4 separate regions of the Zea mays genome follow, and regions 1, 2 and 4 are each linked to region 3. Evidence: chromatin contacts called from public Hi-C data. All regions are on one chromosome and are shown on one strand. The core of a region is the stretch at or near the end of the contact, and the rest is flanking DNA. Distances in the headings are between cores, read along the strand shown. Region 1 holds the start of LOC103635614 (putative receptor-like protein kinase). Region 2 holds the start of LOC100272302 (soluble inorganic pyrophosphatase). Region 3 holds the start of LOC103635613. Region 4 holds the start of LOC100282267 (actin 1).

Evidence for each region. Hi-C and Micro-C count contacts between places; a contact is called where the count stands out from the background.
Region 1: a contact with region 3 is called in a Hi-C map of endosperm, with 2.1 times the contacts expected there. The contact joins the promoter of LOC103635614 here to the promoter of LOC103635613 in region 3. A contact is called at or near these places in 6 of 25 Hi-C or Micro-C datasets (ear, endosperm, leaf and 1 more).
Region 2: a contact with region 3 is called in a Hi-C map of tassel, with 2.9 times the contacts expected there. The contact joins the promoter of LOC100272302 here to the promoter of LOC103635613 in region 3. A contact is called at or near these places in 2 of 25 Hi-C or Micro-C datasets (leaf and tassel).
Region 4: a Hi-C map of leaf shows a contact between it and region 3, with 6 times the contacts expected there. The contact joins the promoter of LOC100282267 here to the promoter of LOC103635613 in region 3. A contact is called at or near these places in 7 of 25 Hi-C or Micro-C datasets (bundle sheath, ear, endosperm and 2 more).

What each region holds. Positions count from the first base shown.
Region 1 is chr8:102,696,910-102,699,609 of Zm-B73-REFERENCE-NAM-5.0, reverse strand. It overlaps LOC103635614 (putative receptor-like protein kinase), which reads right to left and starts at 1,317. Exons shown (of 7, transcript XM_008658026.2): 1 at 1,135-1,317; 2 at 890-1,056; 3 at 513-804; 4 at 165-381. The coding sequence starts at 1,042.
Region 2 is chr8:102,786,557-102,789,452 of Zm-B73-REFERENCE-NAM-5.0, reverse strand. It overlaps LOC100272302 (soluble inorganic pyrophosphatase), which reads right to left and starts at 1,553. Exons shown (of 7, transcript NM_001146788.1): 1 at 1,264-1,553; 2 at 1,138-1,166; 3 at 801-974; 4 at 635-700; 5 at 431-551; 6 at 208-289; 7 at 1-92. The coding sequence starts at 1,423. The coding sequence ends at 50.
Region 3 is chr8:102,550,221-102,552,920 of Zm-B73-REFERENCE-NAM-5.0, reverse strand. It overlaps LOC103635613, which reads right to left and starts at 1,268. Exons shown (of 4, transcript XM_020543428.3): 1 at 890-1,268; 2 at 1-776. The coding sequence starts at 761.
Region 4 is chr8:102,335,337-102,338,036 of Zm-B73-REFERENCE-NAM-5.0, reverse strand. LOC100282267 (actin 1) reads left to right here and starts at 1,380. Exons shown (of 5, transcript NM_001155179.2): 1 at 1,380-1,739; 2 at 2,683-2,700. The coding sequence starts at 2,694.

The sequences.
Region 1 (2,700 bases), core at 68-2,567, 150 kb before region 3:
TCCAAGGGATTTCTATTTTTTAAGGGAAAATGAACTACTGCCTCTTAAGAAAATTGAAATTTTTTGAAAAAATAGGGTTTCCAAAATAGCTCTTCATGTAAATTAAAAGTATTTATAGCCATAGCGCGCTATATATAGAGAGAGAGCGAGAAAAAAAAACTTACAACGTCCCTACAATGTTTCTCGTGATCCGGGTGGTTTCTTGCGCGCCCATGAATCTCGACAGACCAAAATCCGCAATCTTCGGCTTCATGGCACCGTCCAGGAGTATGTTGTCAAGCTTCAAGTCCCTGTGAACAATGCCTTTGCTGTGGAGGTGGTTCAAACCCTCGCAGACCCCCTTGATGATCTCATAGCGTGACTGCCAATCAAGTGATTCATCTGTTTGTGTACGTACGTGCAAGGCAATGAGGCTTGCATGATATAAGCAGATATATTTACTAATTATAAACAGATGGTATATAAAATGATTAGCAGCATGCTTGGAGCAGATCGATTAAAAGACCACACACCAGCGACATGCTTCCTCAGGCTTCCCTTCTCCATGTACTTGAAGCAGAGGGCTCTTATCTTTCTGTAGACAGGGCGTCCGTCAGGCAGAACAGTGGACGACGGTGTATACCCGTTGCAGTAGCCAACGAACTCCACGATGTTCTCGTGCTGGATGCTCCTGACCGCTCCGAGCTCCTTCTCGAACTGCTCATCATCGTCGTCGCCGGCCGGTTGCTTGGGGTTGTTGTTGTCCGTCGTCGTCGTCAGCCTCTTCACGGCGACCTCTTCCCCATCAGGCTGCGGCAGTTTCCCCTGCGATCGAGCGAGGAGGGTTTGAAACATGCACATGCATGCATGATGAGTGCGTGAGATCGATGTGTGGTTCAGATCATCATACCCGATAAACCACTCCGAAACCACCACGGCCGATTTCATCAGAGAAACCATCCGTGATGGCGTGCAGGTCCGCGTACGTGAAGCTATTCCCAGTCCCAGCTGCTGCAGCCTGCGATTGTGCCAAAGTTCCAGCGGCCGTCGACTGCATTTCCATCTCCAATAATCCTTCTTCAATTCATGGATAGTTAGAAAAGGTTTCACGCACGAATTCGCAAAGAAAAAAAAAAGAGAAAGAAATCAACTGACCTGCAAATTATATATGAATAAGCTAGCGTAGGAAGAACCAGCAGCTAGAACGGATCGAGTGCCAACTTTGTGCGACCATGGGAGCGAGCTAGGGAGAGCCGTATATATACACATATATAGCAGCTGGAATACGCGATTACTGTAATGTGCACGACATGCGCATGATGCGGGCCGATGGAGCTTACTATCCATGTGCATGCACATTTGTATATATATTTGAGTACACAACTGAAAATTATTGCTAAACAATGTTTAGTTGAGTTGACTCCAATCCTTAAACGATTCGACTCAGATGCGAGCATGTTACTCCTGCATCTATATATATCATCACTCCATAAATAATGAGCTGTCAGAATATGCTCAGCCACGAAGTGCAACTATCACCTTGACTAGTTCTCTCATACATATTTATATATGATCTTTCATCTTTGTTTCAAAAAATTTCTATTTCTGTATTTTTTTAGTTTGTTATTTTGATATATTTTTTGTTCGATCTAGACCATTATATCATTAATTATAAAATCTAATGATCTATGCATATTTCTTTAGACTGTATCCGTGAACCCACGCGGCTCCTTTTAATACTATTATATTGTATACATATACTCCCTCCATCTTCAAATAAAATATAAGTGATGGGAGTTTGTCAAATTATATTAATTTTGATCAAGTTCAAAAGAAAGGTACTAATATCTATCACATTATAAAGGTAATATATGGAAATACATATGTTTCATACTATATCAATCATACTAATTTTGCAATATAAATATTGTATTTCTTATAAATTTAATTTAATTTAAAGATAAATTTACATTCATATATTTTGGACAGAGATATAGCAGTTCTAATATGAAAGAACCATTCCTTGCATCCCAGTACCAAGTTACGAAATAAAAGGAGTGTGATATATGATTTGACCAGTCAGATGCCTGCGTCGTCCGAGTAGGCAGTTACGAAATTGTAATACCCAACTTTTAATAAGAAGGGGAGCTAATATTCCTATATGAATGTGCTTGCATTTGGAGATCACATGTAAAGTAAATAGAAAAAAAATCTTGCATAGCATGCTGGTGTTTTTGTATGAGGTGCATCTTAATGGAAATCTGAAGATTTAAACCCTACTTGAATTCAAATTTCAAAAGGAAAAAAAATAGAGAAAAGAGAATTAAAATCTAGAAAGAAAATTCCAATGGAGATTAAATATCCCTTCTGTAATTAAATAATAGGAACGAAAATAAATAATTGATGCAAACAGTAGGAGTTATATTCATATTAGAATTCTATTGTAAATTTGCAAGACTGAAAATTCAAAGCCACAATTTGAATTTAGTTTGAATCTTTGATTTGGAAATAAAACAGAAATTATAAAAATAAAAAAGAAAAGAGGATGAGCCCTTGCGGCTGGGCCGAATCCGGCCGGCCCACTACCCCAGTCCTTCCCACGGCCCAACCGCGCCTCACGCGCGCCGACATGGGGGACCTGCGTGTCGGCGCCTTAAGACCGGAGCTGCGCGTCCTCACTGCTGCATGGGCCCTTTCGTCGGAGACTCAAGATGGCGCTTG
Region 2 (2,896 bases), core at 304-2,803, 240 kb before region 3:
CTGTGCTCTTGCGTCAGCTCAGCTCGCATGGGATCTGGTAGGACACGCTCTACCGCCGCAGGGTCTGCATGATGTACTGGCCGTACAGGTCCCTGCACGTACAGAAGCAACAAGATCCATGTCAACACGTACGAATGCAGAGTCCCAGAATCCAAACCTCGTTTTTTTTCAAGTCATCCACGAGATAAATGAGCAGGGCGACTTTACATGGAGTACTGGATGGCTTCGCGGGCAGCGGCGGCGGGCAGGAAGTCGTTGACGGCCACCTCCTTGTTCTCGTTCTTCTTGTCTGGAATTTGGCCAGAGCAGGAAACAAAACAACCACACGGTCAGTTGAAGGGAGGAGCGTCCGATCCAGCAAGGACCGCGCGGAAACCTAGCGAGCATCACGGAGCAGCGAGATATATGTAGAGAGAGAGCAAGCGCGTACAGTCTTCGAAGAAGCGGCGGATCTCCTGGAGGCGGTGAGGGGAGAGCTCGCTGATGTCGTTGTAGTGGCGGTACTCGGGGTCGTCGGCGCAGACGGCGATGATCTTGTCGTCCTTCTCTCCCTGCAATTCCAGCGCTTTGCTTGGTAAGTAAAAGACTCTAGATATGGGGAGTGGGGATTATTGGTCCGTCTCGGGCGGCCTACCTGATCTATCATAGGCATGAGGCCGATGGCCCTGGCGCGGAGGAAGGCGCCGGGAAGGACGGGTTCCTGCTAGATGCAGATGTTATTATTAATTATTGAAAAGATGGCCGAGCTAATAATGAAGGCTGAGACGACTTGGTTGGACAGCGAGGACGAGTCAGCTGACCTGCATGAGCACGAGGACGTCCATGGGGTCGTTGTCCTCGCAGAGCGTCCGGGGCACGAAGCCGTAGTTGTGAGGGTAGACGACGGACGAGTAGAGGATCCGGTCCACCTTGATGAGCCCCGTCTTCTTGTCCAGCTCGTACTTCACCTTGCTCCCCTTGGTGATCTCCACGACCTGCTCGTCGGCACCACGTACGTAACGGACGGACGGACGCGCACCGGAAGGATCGTCAGACACGCTCCATATTCACACATGTCGATCGAGAACAACTTTGGCTGCTTGCTTGCTTGCTTGCTGGGGTGAGGGGTCTGGGGAATGGGATTCGTCAGATACTTACGACGTTGAAGACGGCCGGAGCTTCAGGACCTGCAGAGCAGAGACGAACGAAGGCGAAGGCGTCGGTTATTATAGCGCGCTACATATCTATCTCCTCGACCCGAACAAGTCAGAGGAAGAGGCTCACCGATCTCGAGGTCGTGCCAGGGGTGCGCGGCGACGGACCTCCGCGACAGCGACGACAGGATGCGCTCGTTCAGCCGCGGCGCCCGGCGCTTCGGCTCCACCTCCATCACGTCGGCGGCGTGCTGCCCGTTGGTGCCTCCGTTCTCCTGGTCCTGGCTCATCTTCCGCTACCGCTACGAAAGAAAACCCAGATCGGGCGGCTGCGGCTGCGGAGGCTCGCCGGCGCCGGTCGACGCCGCTCGTATCTCACGTCGCCCGGGCTCGATCGGCAAACTAGTTAGGAGTAAACGCTGGTCGGATGGGGCAAACATTGCCGCGGCCCGCGCGCATATATATAGAGAGAGAGAGCAGAGGAGGCCAGAGGGGACAGGGGAGCGAGCGAGCGAGCGCCGGAGGCCAGTGCGTGGTGTGGTGGTGGTGGGGGAGGTGTGGGTGGGGGCCTGGTCGACGTGACTGAGGCGTAGGCTGCACGTGGGTCTCGGTGCCGATGCGGTGCCGCGCTGGCGTTGGAAACTTCATCGCTTCCCGCGTCAATGGCGTCACCGCCACCGCTCCGAGTCGCGAGCTGTTTCCCCACTACCACTGCCGCCTATCGGGTCGGGTCACCCGGAAACGCGGCGCACCGTGCGGGGGCGCATCCGAACCCACCCTGGTACCGTGATGCTCTCTCAAAAGTCAAAATATCAGCAAGTACCCTGTTCGAAGCCTTTTGGGTATCGCGTGATGCACACTCTTTCAGGAGAGATCGTGACCATGCCATGATTCGCACATATCGTTAAGTAATAATAATAAGCATAATAAAGGAAGGAAAAGATGGCTGGAACATGTTCGTGATCAGTACCGGGTTTTTGGTGCCAACGTACGTGTGTCGTCCTGTCGACCGGCGGGCTTCTTCAACTTTGGAACTCAAGTCCGGTGTGCATTGTGTGAGCGCTTTTTTTAGAGAGAACAGGAGGGGACCCCTACTCGAAAATTTATTATTACTGGAAAATTACAGTTTAGAGTATACAGTTAGCCAAATTACACAAAGGAAGGGTTAATTAGGACTGTCATTGCTGTAGATAGTTAGAAATGGAGGAATCGAATATTCCCCGTGCTCTATGGGTGACCAGAAGTAATTCCTTTGTGAATTCATGCTTGCATTGCTGCACCGTTGGGTTTGTGTTCTGAAATAACCATGCATTTCGTCACTTCCATATGCTCTATGTCATGAGGATAACTATCTCCATAGAGAAGGGAACGTTAAGTTGCTGTTTGAGATTTGCCGAAGTCTCCTCGGGATTAGCAATTATAGGAGGCGTCAAACCAATGGAATTCCAGTAGGCCTTAGCAAAGTATCATCTGAGGAAGAGATGTTAGAGTGTTTCCTCTTTTTGCCAGATACAGTTCTCGCACGTGTATGACTCAAGTGTCATGTTTTTCCTCCTTAGCATATTCCTTGTGTTCAGTCTGTTTTTCAGCCATAACCAATAGAAAACTTTATGCTTTGGTTGACATTTACTTTTCCAAAGCGATTTGAATATGTGATGAACCTGGATACGCCCCATAAGATGCCTGTAAGTCTTTTTTGTAGAAAAAATCTCTGAACCCCAAATGATTTTCTAATTGTCCTTTGCATTGATTACAGTGATTTG
Region 3 (2,700 bases), core at 19-2,518:
TAGATGTTGCCGACACAGCAGATACTGTTGAGGTATTCGCCGCCCTGCTTGACATCGAAGTCGATGATGCGTGCCAGACCTTCACACTCGCGGGCGCCGCTCATGTCCCCCTGGTCCTGGAGTTGACGCGCCTTCTGCAGCTTCTCCTCCCTCAGCCTCTCTGCCTCCGCCGCCCGGTCGGCCTCAGTCATGCCGGAGAGATCCAGAGGCCTCTTCAGGTTGGCGAGGCGCGAGTACTCGCGCGTCAAGGCCTGTTGACGCGTCGTCAAGCGGAGCAGGAACTCGTCGGCTGCTGCTCCAAGCTCCCTTCTGGCGAGAATTCTGTCATCTGCTGCGTCCTCGAATAGCAACCGCAGACAGGTCATGCGCTCCTCCAACTCCTGCGCCTCTTGCCGCGTGTGCGTCGTCCTCTTGTCTGCCTCCTCCGGCGGCATCAACCAAGGCAACGCCTCTGCTGATAGGTCAAACTCGCTTATGCCTGAGAGATCCAGATCCAACTTGGCAGATGCGAGGCGCAACCACTCCTGCAACAAGGACCGTCGCTGCTCCTCGCCGAATCGGCTGCCAGCGACAAGACTTGCGGCCGCAATTTTGTCCCTGAGAGAGTCCAGGCGCTCCTCCAACTCCTGCGCCTCTGGTGGCCCCGTCCGCCTCCTCTTTGTCTCCTCCAACTCCTGCGCCTCTGGTGGCCCCGTCCACCTCCTCTTTTCCTCCGCCGATGTCTCCCCATCCGCCATGATCGATCGATCCATGATAAACATCCCGAAACGCCTTTGCTGAACAAGGGGGAAAAGCCGATCTAGGTCTTGAGCTTTTATGATGAATTTATACGGAGAGAAGACTCAAAGGACACATAGAGACCTAGATCGGCTGCCAGCGCGCTGAGTACCTTGAGATCGAGTCACTAGAGACCTGGAAGCCTGGTGCTGGCGGCTGGCGCTGGACCTCCGCGCGCTGCCAGCCTGGCAGTAGTGCTGGCCGCTGGGTCCTGGGTGTGGCCGCGTGGGGCAGGGCGGCGCTGGTGGTGCTGGAGCTGGACTGCTGGGCGTGGGATTGTCGGAGCCGGATTAGGGACACGGCGACAGGGATTGGGGAATGGGGACAGGGCGGCCGCCACGACGAGAACAGACGGGTGGGTTTGCTGAGAACAGACGGCTATGCCAGCGCGTGGAGCTGCCGTCGCTTCAAGACGCTTCGCATTAGGTATAAAGACAAAAAAGAAGAACAGAAAAAGAATAAGAAGCGGAACGTATGCCGCCAAAGCCGATAAACATGTTGCAGAAACATAAAAGAATGTTATGGTTATTTCTGCACGAGGATCCTCACTCATCCACGAGGATCCTCAGCCGATTCTAGCGGTGTTATGGTTATTTCTCAGGTACCATAAATTTTGTCCCTTAGGCGATGTACATGATAAGTAGACGGTGTACATGATAAGTAGATATATTTAGTCTTTATATGGTTACACTCATATTGTTGCTCTTTTTTGTCATATAAGAGTTAAGCGAGAATTGATAAGACCCTGAACATCCTTATCGGTGTGCTGGAGTCTAAGGAGATTTTTTCCAATGCGTTCTTGGCACAAAAGTCCAAATGAAATTACTTTGCTAAGAATAGCAATTACCAGGGCCAGAAGCACGCAACGCGCGCGGCAAGTACTAGTTTCTATATATTAAAGCAGGGCCCATTCATCGCAAGATATGGTGGACACGTCGTCATAATTTTCTTAGCCGTTAGTTCGTACAGCCATGGAGCTGATTCTACCGTCCATCTGTTGTTTACTGTTTGTCTGCCTTTTTTGAATCGTACAAGCATCGAGTTCTCTAGAAGGGAATACTCCTCGAGTTCTCCAGGAGGTGCTATGCTCCGGGAGGAAGTAAGAAGAGTTCGCGTGAGACGGAATCCCAGTCTCGCGGATGATAGGCTGCCTCAGCGTCGCTTTCTTTTCCGAACGCAGAATGCTTCCTATTTCGACGTCTTTTCCGAAGCTAACTGCTTCCACCATTCGCACCTCCGTCCCCATCGCCCCTGCAGCATCGTTCCTCAGGAGTCAGGAAGCCATCGGGTCGCACTGGCTCGCCCCGTCCGGATGTCATCGTGATGCATGCCCCTATCGTCCATCTCTTTGTTTCCCGCGCGCGCTACAGTTGTTGACACAGCAAAATCGGCTCTGCCTTGTCACCTGAAACCATCATCCCGTTCATTGAGTCAACTTTCTATAAATCTTATTTAATTTAATATTTGTGCATTACCTGATTTTTTATTAATGAATGTTCTACTGTTCTTATTCAATAATTCAACGTTTGTGCATTATGTAAAGTTTTTTAAAATAATTAGTAAATATGACGGGCAGAATACTTTTCCAATCTAGGAGGGCCTCCAGTTTCCTAAGGAAAATTTATATTTTTCCCCCAAACTTCATTCTTTTCCCCCTCATACATACCTACTATGAATATTCATTTTCCATGATACTCTACTAACTGTTTCAAATGTTTTTTTCCAGTGAATTATAAACTTTTCAATGACAACAGTCTCCATTATCTTCAATGTATTACACATTCCTTTAGACCTTCCAAATACGGAACTATGCTCCTGCTACGTACCTTTTGATCAGCTTACAATGAATATTCATTATACATGATACTCTGCTTACCGTTCTAATTGTTTTTGCAGTGAACTCTAAATTTCTGTTTGGCAACA
Region 4 (2,700 bases), core at 131-2,630, 210 kb after region 3:
ACTTATATGCTCCAACAAGAGGGGATGTGTTCGGCAATCTAGTAGTGGTAAAGAGTTTAGATGAAACACATTCCACACAAAACTACCAATTCAAGGTTTAGTCCATTGTGCAGTTGTGGTTAAGTGTATTATATGCTCTAGGTGGATGTTCAACTTCACAGTCTCCATCGAAACACCAGTATATCAACGTTTGAGATGATGAGAGCATTTTCGTGTGACTTAGCATTTGGTGGGGATTATTGGATAAATGTGGGCATGGCCCATTAATATTCAATAATAATCAATGCTAATGACCCACTTAAAATGATATGATGTACTAATAAATTAGCACCATATTGAAAGTTTAATTGACAAATCGATCAACTTTAAAAAGTGGACAGTTGGTGCATCTATTGAGAAGCTGAGAAAAGGATGAAGGACTGCCACACACGCGCGCCGCCACCACCGGCCGGGTTGGGCCGTGGCTCGTGGCTTACTATCGTCAGTTTTCAAATCTAATGGCTCGATTGTTTCTGTTCGTTGTCCTTCTCCCCCTTCTGACGATCTATAAGAATTGAGAGGGAGGACTCTCTTCCGTTATACGCGATATCATCTCTCGTGAATTGCAAACAATATATCCACGTACTATTTTCTGTGAGCACATAGAGAGTGGGAGAGCAGGCCTCCGAAATCGCAGTTCGCAGAGATGTACTTGCACGAGTGTGCGGGCGATTTCAGATTTTTGGGAAGCGTATTCGCAACTTCTCTCGTGATCTGTTCCTGTTCTTCGTCGTCTTCCCCGGTTCTGACGACCGTCCGAGTGACTGCACGACGCACATCTTCCTGCATCGACTTTGTACGGCTACATCGAACATACACACGAGGTGTCTCATGTGAATGGAGCCACTGATGACTTGAGCATCGGTCCCTCCGTAGGGTACATTCTGTTTTTCGTATTTTTATATGTTTTATTGATGTTTACTGCTTATATAAATAATTATACACACATGCACATAAATGTCATCACCTATATTATACTGTTTTTAGAATAAATTAAAACTTAAAAGGGTTTTTTAAAGTGGTGCCATCGGTTTTGCGGATGTCCTTATTTTTATCTTTAGTTGTATTTTTTTCTCAGTTTACCCTTATGTTCTAATTTCTATAGCACTGAAAAGATAAAACTAAAAACACAACTAATAATAAAAATAACAATACCAATAAAACTGAGAGCACTACCTAAAAAAAAACTCAACTTAAAACACCTAAATTTCTAACACTACTTTGGGCACCGAAAGTTTCCTACGACGGCGACGGCTGCACTAGACCGTTGGAGAGGCTTTCGGTCCCTTTGTCCCATTGTCCGCCGGTATCATCAGGCCGGCCCAGAGACACAGAGACGAGTCCTGCACGTCTCAAGCTGCGGGTACGCTCCGACGTGTCGATCGAGAACGACACGTGCCGCGGCTGGGGAGCAAAAGGTACGGGACCAGTCCCCACGGCCGTCACGCTCGCAGCACCGGCCGTTTTCTACGGGCGGTGCAGTGGACGGGAGTAGTACCCTTTCTTTCTCTTCGAAGAAAATGCGGCGGCGTGTGGTATAAACCCCGCCCGTCACGCCGGGCCGTCCGTGCGTTTCCTTTTGTCTTCGCTTGCTTCCTTTCGAAAGTCCTTGCGTCACACTCGCCGATCGATCGAGTCTCTCCGGATTCCAGAGAGGCCCAACTGCCGAAGCCATCGATCGCCGCCACCTCTTCGAGCAGGTGATTATTCTCCCTCTTGCTCTTCGATCTCATCTTCTCTGTCTCCGCGGAATCGTACTAATCTCCCGACAGATCGCCTCACCAAGTCACCAGTCACCAGGCCTTTGACTGGTGTTGTCCGGTAACTTTTTTTTTTTGTGGTTTCTACGTCTGGCGCGCTGCTGATTTTTCCGCGGTTCTGTTTGGTTTGTGGTGATTTGCTGCAAGGGTAAAGGAATTCGAACTTTGCTGGGATGGTAGGATTATGCTAAGGCATGCTGGCTAGCTATGTTTGGATTGTGCTATGGCGCAGTGCCGACAGTACCCGACTTTGCTGCCAGTGGTGTCTCCTATTATATGATTTTTTTTTTCAAATAACAAGCTACGAATTTACTCGCTGCCCAAAAACCAAAAACAAATCGTAGAAACCGCTGTCCGCTGAGCTTGTTGGTTCCCCGTTGACCTCTAGTTGCCAGGGTAGTAAGTAGGAGGCGTAATTTTTTTGATTAGAAATGTCCGTCAAGCAGAGTTCCACCAAGCATATGTTGATAGAGCAGGATAGTGCTGGTTTTATTGCTTCGGGCCACAGCAGCAGCAAGGCCAGATGGGAAAAAATATCCCAAAAGGAATTATTTTCCTATGAAGTTGTGTGTGACCAATGGTGATATCCGCTTTATTTTGTAGAAAACTGAGATCATCGGGGAGCAGAATTTCTCTGACTCCGCATCTACATCTATACGCTCGAATACTTAGATCTTTGGTATTTTAAGGCTGCTGTACTGCTGTAGAAACATAAAGCTTTTCCCTATGCATAGAAGTCACAATTAAACGACAGACAATTATCAAAACATAAAGCTTTTCCCTTAAACCATGAGCAGAAAGTGTATTTTGATTCCCCGACCAGGCTGCATAACTGCATTTTTCTATGAATGTGTACTGAACGCTGAACTTTGGTCTGTTACAGAATAGTTGAGAATGGCTG